Regions from separate parts of the Rattus norvegicus genome. Here regions 1, 2 and 3 are each linked to region 4. A link is a contact called in public Hi-C data. All regions are on one chromosome and are shown on one strand. The core of a region is the stretch at or near the end of the contact, and the rest is flanking DNA. Distances in the headings are between cores, read along the strand shown.

Evidence for each region. A called contact is a pair of places that touch in the nucleus more often than the background predicts.
Region 1: a contact with region 4 is called in a Hi-C map of prefrontal cortex, with 2.8 times the contacts expected there. The contact joins the promoter of Derl1 here to the promoter of Zhx2 in region 4. A contact is called at or near these places in 9 of 12 Hi-C or Micro-C datasets (the A7r5 cell line, Schwann cells, frontal cortex and 5 more) and 1 of 1 datasets of contacts at active chromatin or transcription factors (oligodendrocytes).
Region 2: a Hi-C map of liver shows a contact between it and region 4, with 3 times the contacts expected there. The contact joins the enhancer-like site here to the promoter of Zhx2 in region 4. A contact is called at or near these places in 5 of 12 Hi-C or Micro-C datasets (frontal cortex, hepatocytes, kidney and 2 more) and 1 of 1 datasets of contacts at active chromatin or transcription factors (oligodendrocytes).
Region 3: a Hi-C map of liver shows a contact between it and region 4, with 4 times the contacts expected there. The contact joins the promoter of Tbc1d31 here to the promoter of Zhx2 in region 4. A contact is called at or near these places in 2 of 12 Hi-C or Micro-C datasets (frontal cortex and liver) and 1 of 1 datasets of contacts at active chromatin or transcription factors (oligodendrocytes).

The regions. Positions count from the first base shown.
Region 1 is chr7:91,315,349-91,318,048 of GRCr8, reverse strand. It overlaps Derl1 (derlin 1), which reads left to right and starts at 1,410. Exons shown (of 8, transcript NM_001014202.1): 1 at 1,410-1,610. The coding sequence starts at 1,458. It also overlaps a transcript of Tbc1d31 not described here.
Region 2 is chr7:91,252,656-91,255,355 of GRCr8, reverse strand. It overlaps a transcript of Zhx2 not described here. Among named protein-coding and RNA genes, the nearest start is that of Derl1, 63 kb to the left of the region's middle. Within about 2 kb of position 1,250, at least 7 of the 93 cell types and tissues checked have an H3K27ac peak or open chromatin away from gene starts, as enhancers often do. A contact at or near this core is called in hepatocytes, kidney and liver, where this site is marked.
Region 3 is chr7:91,333,650-91,336,349 of GRCr8, reverse strand. It overlaps Tbc1d31 (TBC1 domain family, member 31), which reads right to left and starts at 1,303. Exons shown (of 22, transcript NM_001134842.1): 1 at 1,144-1,303. The coding sequence starts at 1,220.
Region 4 is chr7:91,115,061-91,117,760 of GRCr8, reverse strand. It overlaps Zhx2 (zinc fingers and homeoboxes 2), which reads right to left and starts at 1,274. Exons shown (of 3, transcript NM_001271056.1): 1 at 1,206-1,274.

The DNA.
Region 1 (2,700 bases), core at 161-2,660, 200 kb before region 4:
ATAGAAAGAGGCCATTTGAACTCTCCTGGCTATGTATGAAGATGTTTCTTATAGACTTTCTATACTTGATATTCTTACGGACCCTAACTTTTGTATCCTCTCATTAAACTGAGAAATATTTAGTATTTTTCTATTCTGTAAAATGTGCATTTCTTAAGACTCGAAAGGGTAGTGACCAAAGTCCTTTGAAATAATGGAATACTAGAAACTATCTGGAAATGCATGTGGACCCTATCCTGTGGGCCACTTGGACCTAAGACTTTCAATTCCTTTACAAAGTAAAATAATAATTTTTTTCAGATCCCCAATTCCACATTTTTTTAAGTTTGAGGAATTTTTTTTCCCCTGATATGTGAACACTGAGTCTGTTTGTTTTCTTAGGTCCAGACCTGATGGTAATCAGCTCTCCTCTGCTCTGAGTTTACAATGCACTGCCTCTTCTAGTTTGGCCAACAGTTCCTCTCTTTCCACCATCCAATAATAATGATTTTGGATTTTGTTTAGTGAAATGGGTCCAGTTTTCTTTGCTGAGCAATCTCTTTTATTGCAGTAAGTTCAAACACTTTGTTCACTACAGGTCAGTTTACACCCGTGTTCTTTACGGACAGCTTTACTGATCCTAAACTGTAGTTCCAAAACAGAAGTTCTAGTGAAATCATTTATCTTACCATCGATTGTTTAAAACAACCATCTTCATCGGTTTCTAATTTAAAGCTCCCCAATGAACCAGATTATGTCCAGTATTAAATGCGGTCTCAAGATTTTCCAGTTCTCCGCTGTCACTCTACCTTCCTCCCTGCCCAAACCGTCCTTTCCCCCCCCACCGTCTGTATCCTCTGAAATTTGTCTTGATTTCTCATTTGTTTTTCTGTTTACCTTGAGACTGCAAAGTCCAGGTACCACGACCATGCTGACAGCCGCACTTGCATCCCCAGTGTCTAGAAACCTGCCTGAAGTTGTGAACAAATTGTTGATGTGACTAAATGAGGAACTATCCAAACTACCGACTCCTTTCCCTTTAAATAAATACTCTTCAAGAGGCACTACTCAGATTACAACCCGGGCGAGAACGTGGTGAAGAGCATGTAGCTTCCCCATTTGCTGGCAGTACTGGCCGTTGCTCTGGGCAACCACTGTTTCCCACTAGACGTGAAGGCGTCGTCGTCCCGCCTCTCCTGCTTGGCCCCACCCCAGGATGTCGAGACCGGGTACGGCGCTTCAAAAGACAGCTCTGGCCCTTTAAGCCGCGGGGGGCACTTCTGGTCACGTGGCCCGTGGCCACCGGAAGGGGAAGTTTCTCTTGTGATCGCTACCTAGCTCGTCCGAATTCGGTGGCGCCACGTCCGTCGGTCTCCGCCTCCTGCGCCTCCACTTTCCCTGGCCCAGCCGGCCGCGAAGCGCGGGGTGGGCACGGGAGGACGCGCGGCGCTGCGCAGCCGTCCACCTGACGGGCGACCATGTCGGACATCGGGGACTGGTTCAGGAGCATCCCGGCCATCACGCGCTACTGGTTTGCTGCCACCGTCGCGGTCCCCTTGATCGGCAAGCTCGGTATTATCAGCCCGGCCTACTTCTTCCTCTGGCCCGAAGCCTTCCTCTATCGCTTCCAGGTAGTAGCTGGCGTTGGGCAGTAGAGACTACAGCCCCCAGCTGTCCCCGCGGCGGCGGAACGGGTTCTCCGGGCTATGGGGCGCGCTGGGACTGGTGGGATCTGTAGTGCATCCGGCTCCAGGGATTTAAGGCTGAGGTCCTTAGGGTCCCGGGAGGTCCTGGGGTCGAGTGCTAAGGCTTGGATAATTTAGAGTCGCGGATTGGCCTGCTGGGACGTGACTCATGACCTGTCTGGCAAGATTGTACTTCCCGCCTTCCGCACTTTGAAGGAAATAGTGAGAAGGTAAGTTGCCGTCCTGTTGGCAGATTGGGCCCACCTGCCTTAATGTCCTCCTCCCTCTGTCCCGTCGTGGGTCGTGATGCCATCTTAATCAGTGGTATCTACTTGACATGCTTCTGCATGGGTTATTTGCATGTTTACAGTTTCTCTTCCCGCCCTAAAACAGTGGTTTAAGTTTAAGGTCAGAGATAAATAAGAATGAATTTATCTGTATTTCCTGCGGTCCCTATCCCATCACCTGGCATACGGTAGTTAATGTTATCAGTGAATGAGCAAACTACTCAGGAAACGGGAGATGGTAATTTTCTTAAGCATTCAGGAAAACAGTCAAAATTATCCTCCTAAGCCAAAGGATGTTAATTTTCTAGAGGTTATTTTTATCGATTGTGTGGTATAAGAATTTAATCAGGGGACACTCAGATCCCAATATTAGATCTCGATTTCCACATTTCTTGGTGTTCTCTTTTCTGCTCTCCACCGGATATTGTTTTCTTGTCTCCTTTGTTGATTTCTTCTTTTCCTGACCTATTTGTTGGGACATGCTCTAGGAATCCGTTTTAGGATCCTCTGTTGTCGCTCCTTTGGACTTAGGTCTTTTATCACAGAGGGGCATAAATACATGGATGGGAGACTGTCAGACACAGGAGTATCTTTAGTGTGGTGGTGGAAATCACCACCTAGTGACCATAGACATCCAATCAAATCTCCCTTTCATCTTTGCCTTAGAAGTAAGTAGCAACTGTGTTTGCTAGAGGAGTTTAACCCTAGCAGTCATAAAGACATCCCTGAGTTCTATTTTGGTTTTACTG
Region 2 (2,700 bases), core at 1-2,500, 140 kb before region 4:
GTGCATGTGTGTGTGGATGTGTGTGTGTATATGTGTGTGTGTGTGTGTAAGTCAGAGGTTGACATTTGGTTTCTTCTTTAGTCATTCTGCACCTAAGGTTTTGAAATAGGATCTCTCATGAACCCAGAGCTTGTAAGTTTGGCTAAACTGGTTGGCCAGTGAGCTCTAGATTCTTCTGTCTCTGCCTTCCCGGTGTTGGGATTACTGGCATGCGTCACTGCTGCGCTCAGACTTTTACAGGGACTCTCAACCATCAGTTTAATCAATGGAACCCTCTCCCCCACTCCAATACACAAGTTAGGCAGTAATCATGGATTTCAAGAGATCCATAGTTTAAGAAGACCTTTTTCCCACCCTGTAAGTCGGGGGACATCTTCGAGGGGTGCTTCTGGTTAGGACTTGAGCTGATTTTCAGATGCTCTGCCCGAGTGGCTTATAGGCCCTTCCTCTATAACATGGCTCCCTGAACTGTCAGGAGGCCATCATGAATATGTGATACCAGCAGATGCTGAACAGTGCCAGTATCTAGCTGAGGAATATCTGCAGCTCACAGTTGTGACACTTCCTCATAAACAGAAAATGGGGATACAGGTAGTTTCCTGCATTTCTGAGTGATCCGATGTTAATTCAACAGTTAACTTCTAACCCCCTGGGCATTCCCCTCACCCTTGGGCAGAAGGCGGAGGGAGGGCAGTGGCCAACAGCAATGGGACATTTCTGCCTGTCCGAGTACAGAGAACATATGGGCAGCGGCAAGAGTGGGAACCCAAGATCCAGCTGAGCTGAGGGATGGAGGGACGTGAGTGAGCTTCTTGCTGTCTGAGGATTATAAAACTATACAGAGTTGCCTCTGCCAGAGGTGAGAACATGGGGATCTCAGGCAAGCCTGCTGCTCCCCCAGACACCTTCACCTGTCTTTCCTTCTCCTTCCCCAAGGATGGATTCATCCCCTGATCTTTGCAGCTCTGTTTCCTTCAGGCCTCAGGGAACGAGGCAACCACAGCCTACCCAGATGGTGTATGCCTTTGGGGAAGGGATGCCAACAGGTGGCCCCGGCTCTCCTGGGGGACAGCTGCCCCTAGGCTCCCTCTCCCCCAGCTGTGGGGAGGAGTGAGCATCACCATAGGCCGAGCTGAGGTACTTGTATTCTCATGTTCAATTCAGCCAACATGGCTGGTTCAGAGTAGCTTCAGCTTCTCAGAAAAGACAGCCTTGCTTTCAGTTTGCTTCTTTTAATCATTAACGGAACCCACAGCACTTCCTGGCTATGACGATCCTCTTCTGGTCCTCACGTGTACTGTCCCTTTGCCGTCTCTGGACCTTGGCCCATGTTGCTCTTTCTGCTTGAACAACTCTTTTCTTTATTTAATTTTTTGGCTCTCCTAAAAAGCTACCCCAGCGTCAGTGTCCCCTCTTTCCTTAACCCCTTAGGATGCCCAGTCTGGGTTGCCTCCAGGGAGTTCCCACACTACAGTGCACATCCCCATTACATCACGAGCCATACTGTTTAGTTATGAAAGTACTGTCTCTGCCCTCGGCCCAGCTGAGCTCTGTTGGGAATGGGAACCGCACCGTCTGTCTCCTTCCATTGTCTTTTGGTATCTATCATGGCAGCCACAGGATGCTCTGAATATATTGTTGAATGGGACGGAGACGATTGTTTGCTCTAACGTGGGAAGAAGTAGCAACGTTGTAAATTCATATCAGGGATCAAGATCAAGAGAGAAGCTCAGGGCCAGCTACAGTATTCACAGCACAAAAATCAAGACAAAAGACAGGACAGAACGACCCTGTTTCAATAGAGAAATCAGCTAGACTGGCAGGCCTTTCTAAGAAGGTGGAGGAACAGCCAGAGAAAGGGAAGACACCAAGGTAGCCTGACGGAAGTGGCTTGTTGATGCTCCCATTGATTTCAGGATTTCCACCTATCCCCAGCACCTTCTCTCGGGCTACATCCTAGCCTGGATCCACTGGCAGTTCCGCAAGAAGATGTGAAGGTACCCTGAGGTTGCCATACATTAAACTGTTGCTGGAACGGGCTAGGAAAAGCTTCCAGAGGGTTTTACTGATTTGCCAGGCACCTCGTTTTTTTTTTTTTTTTTTTTTTTTTTTTTTTTTTTTTTTAATCACGCAATAATGGAGTTATTAAGGAGCAACGTGGCTGGCCCAAGTTTTTTAAGCTCCTCAACAATGAGGTGTGTAATTTCTAGGGGTTCCTTCGGGACCATATGATCATCCTAGAAACCCTAGTCTTTATGTCAAAGGACAGCTTAGGAGGCCCCTTCTGTGGCTTACGTGATCTCTAGAGCAGCTCACCTGGTCAAATCATGGGCAGGCATTTCAGCCTTGTTTCAGGCTGCTCTTGTGATCTCTCAGCAAAGCAGCCCCTCCTCCCACCTCCTTTTCTCCTCACGCAGCCAAGTCTGCCTCTACGCTGGGGTTTGACTTGCACTGACCTCTTGGGAAGCACACACACCCAGGGCTTCAAGGCCTGTCCCATTATGTGGATGACATGGCCATTAGTAACCATGGTAACATCCCTTCCCTGGCTTTTGTGGTTCCTCAGGTCTAAATCTGCACAGGTCTTGTCCAGATTTGAAGGAGTTACTGGGACGTAAGCTGAAATGCATCTTTTACTGAGACACAGAAAGCAAATGGGGAGTATTTTCCAAGCCTTTCAGGTGCAAAGAAGCAACCTTG
Region 3 (2,700 bases), core at 54-2,553, 220 kb before region 4:
GCTCAGCCAGTAAAGGTACTTGCTGACAAGCCTAATGACCCAAGTTAAACACAAACAAAAAGAAAGGAGTGTTTTTGTGGAGGCACAAACGAAAACTGCTCATTTTTTAAAAATCTTACACACTAGCTAGATACTCTGTGACAGCAAGAAATAGTAGATTGGCTATAGTTCTTAGACTTTTTCCAGGAGCCAAAAGTATGCTGCTTAAACGAACTCCACATTTGGAAATGAAAACGCTGAAGAATCTCCACTATTGACAAAATTGTTTATTCAATAGGTCGATGGGTCAATAGGCTAGATAAAGGGTAGATAGCCACCACGAACCACAGTGGCTGGCTAGTCAAATAAGTGGCTGATCCACTTATAACTGCACTTTCAGCCTACAAAAATGCTTAAAGTTTGATTTCTGGGGAAGCAACTAAAAAACAGAAAAGTCTCTAGGGAAACAAACCTCGAGACACGAACCCAAGTGATACCATGCAATCTAGGTGATCAGAAACACCAAGATCACTTAGACATGCACCATGGGAACCAAAATAAATGTATCACATGGGCAAAGACTCCCACTGACGTCACACAAGAGGCAGAATCTCAAACCAGACTGTCTACTCCAAACGGAATAAGAAGCACAGGCGGGTAAAAGTCTCCGCATTGTTGACAGTCCCAGCAACTGCAGAACGTAAGTTTGTTCCAGCACTGTTCCATAGTGCTTAGAAGTGTGGCCCACACTAGGCTCTCAACATTACAGATGTGTGCAATGTAATGACTTAAGGATGTAGAGCTTCGGCTTTTGGAGAGGTAGGTGGGCATTGCCTTCTTTGCTCCCATCACCTCCTGGCGTTTTTTTCCCAACTGGAAAGGACATTAATAAATCAAAGCAGGTGGAGTCTTGGCACTCAGCTGAACTGCAAATTCTTTTGCATAAATCGTAGAGCCTTCTCCTGCCTCCCTCTATAACCCAGGACCAGAATCTGGGACGCAATTGCAATCTATAGTTTCTGGAACTCCTCCTGAGGTCTCAACCCAGGGATGCAGCGCACGGCCAGAGTCAGAATCCCCAGGCCCGCATCCCTCTGCCACGCTATCCACCTCAGCCTCCCGCAGACCCGCCCCCTCGCTGGTCTCCACAGCCTGCGGCCTCACCCGTTGTGAGTGGCTGGCGATGGCTTGCGGTGCCATATCTTGCCGCTCTCCTTGTTGCCCAGGTTAGTGCTCTGCATGTCGAATCCCCCGCCCCCCCCCCGACTCTGGACTACAGCTGACCCGATGGGGTAACCGTCCCGAGAGCTTCCCAGCAGTCCCCGCGCGCACAACCCGGGAAATTCGAGCGGCCGCCGCGGGTCTCCGCCCCCAAGGACTGTACCAATTACGCGGGGGACGCCCTTTCTAGCTACAACCAATCAGAATTCGGATCAGCCCACTCCGCTCGGGCTATCCCTCCGCTCAGGATAATGGAAACGACCAACGACTTCTCTCTAGACTCCACCCCTTTCCTGAGGTTTCTCTCGTAACCCTGCGACCCAAAGGCTTCAGGGAGTTGTAGTTTTCTGAAGTCTGGGACTTCAGTTCTCAGACGCCTATAGAATCAAATAGACATCAAAAGTGTTTTTCTCCTGAGAGCCTGCTGCTTCCTGCATTTCGTTCTATATTGCGTTTAAAATAAGAGATTCATAGAAACAACTAATAGAAAGCAAAAGGCAAGCTGGTTGAGAATTGGAGGAGTTCCTTTCCTAGAACTTACATGCACTGCAGAACCCCACAGACCTAAATGAATTCCGTTTTGTTTTGTTTTTGTTTTTGCCGCACTCATCATGTTTTAATTGCGTAAATTTACGAGACGCTCCCACATTATGGTTTCCGGCCCACTGTTCACAATCTAGAAAAGCAAAAACGTCAAGAACCAGCTGCACTGGCATCGGAAATCTTTTTCACTTAGCAAAATTCACTTAGTGTTTCTCTAGTGCTTACAATGTGTGACTGATCCGCGTGCTTAACATACCAACTCGCTTAATTCACAGAGAAACAGTTTAGGTAATACTTTTAACTCCACTTCAGTGCTGTATGAGGTTGCAAATTAGTTTCTAATTAAATTGCCCCACATTTGGTATATAAAAAAGAAATTATGCCAGGTAGTGGTAGCACACGTTTTCAATCCCATTACTTGGGAGGCAGAAGCAGGCAGATCTCTGAGTTCAGGCTAGCCTGTTCTACAGGACTAGTTCCAGGACTGCCAGAGTTACTCAAAGAAATCCTGTCTGGAAAAACCAAAAAACAAATGAAGAGACCAGAAATTAATTCTCTCAGCATTCCCTGTCAATAGAGTCTGTCAACAAAGATTGTCTTCTTTGTCCAGGATAGCCACCTTCTGAAGCTTGTTGCAAATATCTCTGTACTTCTCTCATATATCAAAATAAACGAACAATCGTAAAGTAAAAATTGAATGAGGTCTTCAAAAGGGAATATAAACATTTTTAAGGAAAAAAAAAGATGTGAGTTCACCTCATTGCCTAGGAAAACGACCTTTTGCTCCTGATCAGTTTTGAGCTATAGTCCTCTGATGAAAATGTTGCTCCTGAGACTTAAGATATGTGTCACCAGACACCCTCGGGCTCTGCTCTAGACGTAGTAGATGCATATGTATGTATTTCCACCTTATTGTTAATAAGTCACGTAGCACCTGTAACACAGCTCTTGCCTTTC
Region 4 (2,700 bases), core at 25-2,524:
CTAATCAATCAGGTGGAAGTCTGGGCAAATCACGACTTGGCTACCGCGACAGGTCTCCCCCACCCACCCTGTTGGGTAGGCTCTCCTCGTCCTCCTCCACCACCCCTGAGCTCAGCATAACTAGGGGGCCAAAAGGACGTTCCTGTGATGCTCCTGTTTTCCAACTTTCCGAGCTTCTTGGTCTTCATCGCCTCCTGCAAAGCAGCTAGGGAAAGGGCAAGTTTGCAAAGCTCAGGATCCCAAGTCCTGGGGGAAGCCACAAAGACGCTCCAACGCCAGCAATGCTTAACCTCTTGTGGGGCAGACTGAAAAACGCCACGGCCACTCAGGCGGGAGACCCGGGCTCAGGCTGGTCCCGGCAGGCCAGGGACATCAGGGCTCCCGGGGTCCGCGCGCCCCCCGCATCACCCTCCCCGCGCACCTGAGCGGGGCGTGGGCACAGCGCCGCGCTCAGGCCCTGCCCGCAGGTCCCTCGCCCGCCGCCCGCGCCGCGCGCCGGCCGCCTGCAGCCACCGGGAGCGACGCGAGGAGAGGCAGCCTCAACACGGCGTCATGCTTCCTGCCACCACATTACGGCGAATCGTCACCAGGAGAGGAGAGCAGAGGGGAGAGCGGGGGAGGGAGGGGAGCAGCCACACGGAGCCCCCAGGCTGCCGAAAAGCGCCGAGACGGGGCCACGTCCCGGTGGAGTCCCCGCGGGACCTGCCCGTTTCGCACAAAGCGCCGCAGTTTGGCCAAGAAGGCAGGAAGCCGGCCACAAAATAAATAAATAAAAAACAGAGTCGGGTCTACGTAACGCCCTGTCGAAAGCGGACGCCATATTTTTTTGTGGCTTATGTCGACATAGGGAAACGTAGACATGTTTTTCCTCCTCCTCCTCGGTCTGGCTTCCATTTATCCAAACTTGTAATCAAAACTATTTCATTAAAAAAAAAATCTCCGTCCCCCCTCCCTGAAACCGCGGATTTCCTCCCACCCGCAAAAAAAAAAAAAAAAAAAGAAAAAGAAAAAAAAAAAAAAAAAGCCTGCACACCCCCCTCCCGCGCAACCCCATCCCTAACCCGGCCAAGTCCCATTAACAACACATTTTCGGGAGCTGCGGCGGCGGTGGGAAAGTTGGGCTGGAGTGGCGGGCGCCTGGCGTGTCGGGCTCCGGGCTGGCGGTGCCCGCTGCGGGTGCTCCGCGCCGGGGCGAAGTTTCTTACCTGCGCCGGGGCTGCGAACGCGGGGACCCGGGCTGGGAACGCGGAGACGAGGCACGGGCGTTCCAAAATGGAACTCTGCTGGCTCCCCCCACCCACTCCCCACTCCCCACCCGGCGCCCGACTCGGGCTCCGTGGGAAAGAGGTGGTGGTGGGGGGGAAAAGCCAGTCTGGCAGACAGACAGATAGACAGAAAGACAGACAGAAAAAAGCCCCCGTAAGGAGAACGGTTGATTGAAAAATTTAAAAGAAAAAAAAAGAAAAGAAAAAGAAAAAAAAAAGAAAAGAAAAAAGAAAAAAAAAGGGGGAAAATGCCTCGATCAGTGGGGAATCTACGCCAAAACCCACATGATCTGTAACGTCAGCATGCGTATTTGCATACGATACCACCACCGGAGCTGCCACCCGGGCTCGGGTTCCGCAGAAAGTTACAAAGTGAAATTCAGGCCCCTCCGCAGACGCCGGCAAAATGTCATTTTTAGGAGGGAGCTGCTGGTGGGGGGAGGCTGCCCCTAAAGGCTCAGATGAGTGGCCAAGTGGGGGGTGTAGTAAATGAACTTAAAAGTCTGAGTCCAGTAACGGACTCATTGGAATTTTTTGCGGGAAGAGGTGGGGGAGGCGCAATCGAGATCCCTGAATCTTGAGCACGACCCGGCGCGCGGCCACGGCCAAACCCTCTCGGTGCAATACCCATTTTCTTTATGAAAAGTTCAAGGTGTCACTGATGAGCTCAACAAACTGTTGATCCTCACCACGTGGAGTGGCGGACCGTAAGACGGCAGGGCGCTAGGGCTTGCTCTGCGCCAGCTACACCCGGGACTCCAGGTCCTCCTGCAGTGCGTGGGGGCAGGACGCGGGTGGGGTCGTCACGCGCCTTGGGCTCTGCCTGCGTTTTCGCCCGCTTTCCGGCGCAAGGAAATAATAACATTCTTAAAACTTTTTTTCTTTTTTAAATCGAGATGCGTTTTACTCCCGGAATAGTAATGAGAGGGTTTGGGAATAGGGCGAGGAAGAAGGCGCCCCACTTACATAACCACTTGAAGTTAGATCACTTTTGTTGGGGATTTCCGCTTGCGTCTGAGCTCAGTCTGGTTAAAGATCTTCAAACTTTTTCCCTCCAAGCCCATAAACAAACAAAGACACCCTGGGGGTGACTTAAACTTATGTGGCCCGAGTTCGCAGGGATTCTCAGATTCGGAAAAATGCACACGCCTGCAGCGCGCACACAGGAGTCCCTCGGAAGCGAGACGGGTCATTTTCGGAGCTGGGACAGCCGCGTTCCCGGAGAGTGGGGTCTCCAAATGGGGCCTCCATCCGCTCGTGTGTGTGTGTGTGTGTGTGTGTGTGTGTGTGTGTGTGTGTGTGTGTGTGTGTGTGTGTGTTGTCTGCCCTTCCTCTGCAGCCTTGTGAACCGTGAAATAGAGACCCTGCTGCTGTGCTCCAGCGATCGCGCAAGGTTAAATAAAATGCTCTAAGGGAGCAACCGAGAAAAGATGAC